Regions from separate parts of the Mus musculus genome. Here region 1 is linked to region 2. A link is a contact called in public HiChIP or PLAC-seq data. All regions are on one chromosome and are shown on one strand. The core of a region is the stretch at or near the end of the contact, and the rest is flanking DNA. Distances in the headings are between cores, read along the strand shown. Region 1 has its middle 15 kb from the start of Gm30600. Region 2 has its middle 34 kb from the start of Gm30549.

Region 1 (2,999 bases), core at 192-2,691, 130 kb before region 2:
GACAGGATACACCCAATTCTCATGAGAACAGGCAGGAAAGAGGATCTACTTAAAGAGCAGTGAGGGAGAGAGTCAGTTGAGTTCAGTCAGATAGCGGTGTTTAGTTTAGTTGGGTGCAGTTCAATTGAGTGAGTTGAGTTGAATTTGGACCAGTTCAGTTCATGGAGTTCAGAGGCAGCCTTTCCAAGCAGAGCAATTCAGTCAGAAGCCAAAAGAAGCCAATATGAATCAATTAGCTTGGAGAGTTTGAGCCAGGCCAGCTGAGTAAAACCAGCCAGTCAGAGTTCAGAAAGAGCAAGAAAAGAGTGAGTTTATTTAGTAGTAACTCTTAGAGGCTGAAACATTCTAGGCCTAGTTTAGCAGACAGAGGCTGGAAGCTAAATCCTTCAAGGTCTGGGCTTGCAGAAGATTAGATTATATGTATGTTAGAAGCTTCCAGGCCTAGGCCCAGGGATAGTTAGAAATGCTCAGCCCAAGCCATGTATATGTAAAGCTTGGGTATGGTTTTCATCTTATTCCATCATCTGAAGAAATAAAAGTGATATTTACATTTATAAGCCCTTTTGGGAGAAAGTACAAAGGGAGCTGGAGATACACTTATTTAACCTTGAACTGGCCTTACCCTTATCTGTCTACTGTCAGCATCTCTGCTTCCCAGCAGAATGCCAGGGCCCAGAGCCTGGCTGGTGCACTCTGCCAAAGCCAATTCACTGCAGCTAGGACGAAAGGCAGAAAACAGTTGGGGAGAGGGCCAAGAAGTGAAGAATAATACACATCAGTCTTGCGCGCCGGACTGGCCAGGAGTAACGACGCTGCAACAGGATCCTTCTGCACACGTTTATTGGGAGAGCTTGATTGCAGAGGCAAAAAGACCCCGAGCCCAGAACTGGTGCTGCTTTTATAGGCCTAGGAGAGGCGTGTCTCACACCCGGATTGGTTATGCACTACGCTCCTCATTTGCATGTTCCTCATCTGATTGGCTACTCTCTCTCAGTACCTCACAGAGCCTCATTATCATACCTCATTTGCATGTCTCACATCTGATTGGTTACTCTCTCAGTACCTTACAGAACCTCATTATCATACCTCATTTGCATGTCTCACATCTGATTGGTTACTCTCTCAGTACCTTACAGAACCTCATTATCATGCCCGGGCCAGGCAGTGTCTTTGCAAAAAACTTTACTGCATATGTACACATTGGTTGTTTGTACAAACTTATGCGTGGTGGCCAGCAGTAGTCAGTGCCACTCTGCAACGGCACATGTGGCTTCCCACACTTCAGTCACTCACAAGCAGGATCAACCTGGCATCATCTCATCAGGTCAGAACAGTGGACAATGAAACCAATCTGTGAACTTAACTAGGAAGGAAAGACTGTACACGGGGTCTCTAGCTTCCCTAGCTAGGAAATGGTACAGAGAAGTAACCCCCAGGACATAGTAGGACACTGGGTGCTGGGGACAATGCAACTTGCTCCTTGGTTGAGTAAGGCACTGTGAACTCCAAGGTTGCCTTTTTGCTCTGGGTCCTGAAGAAGACATGCTGTATGTGGTTCTGCTTCTTTCCTGCCCACCCCACCAGGAAGCACAGGTGCCTAATTCTCAGTAGATCCCACTTTTGCCTGAAGTAGTTGAAATGGAGTGCAGGGTTCACCCCACGTCTCCTTTTCTAGACTTCACACTCTTCCCCTGGAGGGCACTAGTTGCAGAGCTTAAAAGAGGAAGGTCAAGTGCTACATCTTCACTCTCCCCTAAGCATAGTGCAAGTGCAGTTGTACCTCTGGTTTCACAGTCCATGAGATTCATCTGATGGTTCGTTAGTCAATCGTATTTATTAAGCCCTTGCTGTATAAACTATATGGGGTGGCTTGGTGTATATGTTAGTTTTCTTCAGCTGATGAGGCAAATGACCGTATATGAGGACCTCAAAACAACACAAGCCTGTTCTGTTCCAATTCTAGAGACCAGCGGTCTGAGATGAAAGTGGTGTCTAGACCATACTCTCTCCATTGGCTTAGAGCAAGGTTGTACTTTGCCTGTTCTCGTTTCTGCACCTTGTCTTGTGGCAGCATCTCACCACCTTGGCCTCTGTCTTTACATGGAATGTGTCCACATCTCCTCCTATTCCTTTTCTTTGGGAGGGCACCAATCATCAGATGTAGGGCCCACAATACAAAGATTTCATCTGGAAATATTTAATGCTGTAAGGTTCTAGGATTACATGATCCTTGGGGAACACTAAAATGCGTCTTGCTACAGGATGAACACCTGTGCCTATCATTGGGAACACTGGTGTGCATTTTTTCCCTATATATCTTCACTTGCTTCCAATTTTCCTGGAAAGCCCCCCCCCCCACGCCACTCTCTCTCACACACACACACCACTCTCTGTGTATCTGTACTAAAATAAGCCGGGTGCTCTTTTTACCCTCTCTGCCTTTCCTAAATTGTCTTATTCCATCATGAAATTCTCATCTTCTTGTCTGCACTTTCTTGGGTACTGTAAATCTAAACACACCTTTTTCTTTTAATGAAAAAAGAAATCTTTCTTGCTCTTAAAGTTCAACTTTTCTGCTTCTATGCCCTCAAGGGACCTTCTCAATGGCCCATTCTCATCCAAGGTCTGGAGACAGGCCATGGCATCATTACATCGGAAAAGGAGGACTTTTCCTGGAGTTTAAAATTGTTTCTATTTTGTGGCCTATTGATTTCTTGTGTCTTTCAGCAGCCTGCCTGAGAAAAGAGGTAGAGGTGGGAAGATTTCTTACAACTATGCAGGCAAGGTGCCATCTTCCATATTGCTCCATATTCCAATATAGACATCAAACTTGGTGTTAGCTTCAGTCTCACAACACATTCCAACAGTACTTCCTTATCTACATAAAACTTGCCTTAAACTACAGATAGCATTATATCTTATTCATACAACACCCTCCCTCTCACTTGCATGTTATAGTGTGGATCCACCCAAAGACATGCATTGAATGTTTGGTTCTC
Region 2 (3,073 bases), core at 296-2,795:
GTGGGTACAACGAGCCTAATCTGATTTCCTAGACTGAGGTTGAAATAATAGTCCTTGTAAGATAATTCGCAGCTGCCGTCCATGTTAAATATTTAATGCAAATGCTGAAAATGATAAGTATTATGGTCCATAAACTATTCAAGGAACCCAAGAGACTGACCACAGTCCAGGAAATGGATCAAGGAGGTTGTAGGTATGGCTGGTGCTCCCATAGGCTGACTTTTGCAGAGAGAGTTAAAGGTTTGGGGGCATTCATCCTCTCAGGGATAAAGAGCAGACACCTGTGATTAGTCGAGTTCGTTTGTACTCCTGATATCGAGTGATGAAATAGTACTTCACCTCTGTGGTCGCTCTCTCCATAACCACAAGCCCTCACACTAACCACAAGGAAGCTACTCAGCACATTGTGACTGAAAGACTCTCCACAAAACCTGGCCAGATACCTGGCCAGTGTTTCTTCAGACTGAAAGGGTCACATGAACTAGAGAAGGTCTGGAAAATTGGCACATCATGGGGGAGCCTAAGAAGCTGTAACAACTAAATTCGGACTGTGATGGGCAGTCTTGACTACTATTATTATTGAGTTGAGAAGTGAAATTTAAAGAGCTCACCTATGTATGTGTGTCTATGAAAGTGTTTCCAGAGATATTAAATGAGCATGGGGGTATATGATGAATTTACCCAGACACCATCACATAGCCTCAGAACCCAGGTGTAATAAAATGAAGAGGAGAGTGATCAGAACCTTCTTTCTCTCTGCCTCCTGGTTACTGTGACAGAGGGCACTTGGCTCCACCCTACCTTCCCTAACATGATTGACCAACACCTCTGAAATCCAGCCATATGCCCAACGAAATCATCGTCTCTTGATTTACATCAAGTGTTTTGACACATGCCAAAGTAGCTAACTCATACTCAAATAACTTGCATGGAATTCTGTATCAGAGAATGGCTACCAGGTTGAAACTAAGGAATTCTAAGTAAAGTTGAATCTTTAGTTGATACTAAGATAACTATTACTACTGATTCATCAATTATGAGGAATGTAATAGACTAATACAAATCTTAATCATAGAGGACACTAGGTATGTGGAACATATGCAAATTCTTTTTAACATTTTGAAATTTTATCTGCAAGTTTAAAACTATTGAAGTTTTAAAGTTAATTTTGAAAAGGTAAATGGCTCCTTCGATTACTATTCTTCTGTTCTACTTCAATGTACTACCTCAAAAAGAAACGAAAAGGATTTTTGCTGGTATGCCTGGGGACAGAGGATGCTTAATGAAGGTGACACTCCCTGTTTCACATGTCAGTGTTTACTTTTTTGATGCCTTCCCACTTTGTGGATTATCCACTGTTTAGAGGGCCTATATCAGTGCAGGGACATCAGCAGATGTTCCAAAAGAGCATTCAAACGATGCAGGGACCACTAAGATCATTCTTAAGCAACCTCTGAGTTCTTGAGCAATCACAGACCTTGTCATAAAGTTACCCTATGTTGCAAGAAGCCAGTCTGGGGAACAAGTGGTGGTTAGGGGCAGTGCCATATTCTGCCAATCTATATGTCCCGACCCAGCTCAGCTCAGATTCACTTGTACACGTGTAGTAAGTCAGTTCTGGACAGAGACTGTACAGCTATGCAGCCAGTCAATCTTGTAACAGTGGAGTGGCAGCCCTCTTCTCCTGGCCTGCACGTTATGGTTGGCTATTACATGATCTCAAATCAGGCAGAAACCAATGACTCAAATTTTAAAACAAACAAACAAACAAACAAATCTCTTAGCCAGATAGCATGTGTGGAAACTGTCAGCGTTCCATTTAAGTTAATGAAGCAAAACATTTATCTGAGTAATTGACTAATGTAAATTTTCACATTCAAATGAGTACACATTTCAAGCCAATCTGGCATGCTCTTCATCTGTATACCCCAGAGGACTGTAATGTTTGCAGAGTACGTGAATTATAAAGATGTATTGTCTTTCTCCCATCGCACCCTTGTGTCTGTCTGTCTGCATCTCTCCCTCTCCCTCCTTCCCTTCTCTCTCTCTCTCCACTCTCTCTCTCATGTGTGTGTGTGTGTGTGTGTGTGTGTGTGTGTGTGCAAGCTCATGCATGCATGCACTATCGAGTACAGCATGCTGCAGGTGCTTATATATATTGATGTAATGTTCGTTACTAATAAGGGTGAGTCAGAGGAAAGAAAAGAGGGAAATATTTTGTACTTACTGGCCTTTCCAAAACAATTCTAAAAGAAATCGTTGCTTAAGGTTTTCTTTTATGTTGATAATGAGAGATGGTGGGGGTGGTGCATGCATCCTGGTTTCTCAGGTCCTGAGGATGGTAACAGAAGGAACTCAGCAGGGCTGCCCACTCCTGTTGTTAATTAAAGTATTTTCACATTCTCCAGGGTGTAATGCACTCTGGGCACTGAGCCCCAGAGAGCCTTGTGCAGTCTAATGATCACGTATTCAAATAAACACAGTTGGGGGCCACCAGGGAGCGGCATGGCTCGGTTCCCCCACCTCATTAAGGGCTGCAATGCTCTGCAGATGTCTGAAATGCATGGGCTCCATTTCTTATGAATAATAAATATGAGGCTGTGTTCCTCAGCACTTCAAGGTAGGGTGGATACCTCTTCACTCAGCTGGGACCTACATGGGGTAGAGAGTGACATTTTCAGCGGCGTTTTCATAGCTACATTCACCACAAGGTACCTGCCCAAGCAGATTTACTCTCCTGTGTGCATTGCTCTGAGTCTCATTTGTTGGCAGTTAACAAGGTTGTCTGTGTATGAAAGGTGGTGCTCTTCCAAGCCTACTGAGCTGTTGGGAGGGGCATCTGCATGTACCCGATAGCTCAGGGAAAAAGATGTGTTGTTAGCATGCAGTGTTCTTCCAGGCTGCGAAGCTAAATCGCAGACAGATCTCCTGAATGCTTGGAATTTCAGTTGAAGCAAACAGGGTAAACTTACTATGGAAAAATCCAATAATAATAATAATAATAATAATAATAATAACCATGATCAAAATGGGAACCAAAAGACAGACATGATGACAGGATTTTGACACCTTG

The links. HiChIP or PLAC-seq counts read pairs in DNA pulled down with a chosen protein or histone mark.
Region 1: a contact with region 2 is called in an H3K4me3 HiChIP or PLAC-seq map of the SCID.adh cell line, with 10 read pairs. The contact joins two enhancer-like sites. A contact is called at or near these places in 2 of 484 Hi-C or Micro-C datasets (embryonic stem cells and group 2 innate lymphoid cells) and 1 of 115 datasets of contacts at active chromatin or transcription factors (the SCID.adh cell line).

Annotation. Positions count from the first base shown.
Region 1 is chr13:37,233,008-37,236,006 of GRCm38.p6, reverse strand. No RefSeq gene overlaps it. Among named protein-coding and RNA genes, the nearest start is that of Gm30600, 15 kb to the left of the region's middle. Within about 2 kb of position 1,441, at least 1 of the 459 cell types and tissues checked has an H3K27ac peak or open chromatin away from gene starts, as enhancers often do. A contact at or near this core is called in the SCID.adh cell line, where this site is marked.
Region 2 is chr13:37,103,538-37,106,610 of GRCm38.p6, reverse strand. No RefSeq gene overlaps it. Among named protein-coding and RNA genes, the nearest start is that of Gm30549, 34 kb to the right of the region's middle. Within about 2 kb of position 1,545, at least 33 of the 459 cell types and tissues checked have an H3K27ac peak or open chromatin away from gene starts, as enhancers often do. A contact at or near this core is called in the SCID.adh cell line, where this site is marked.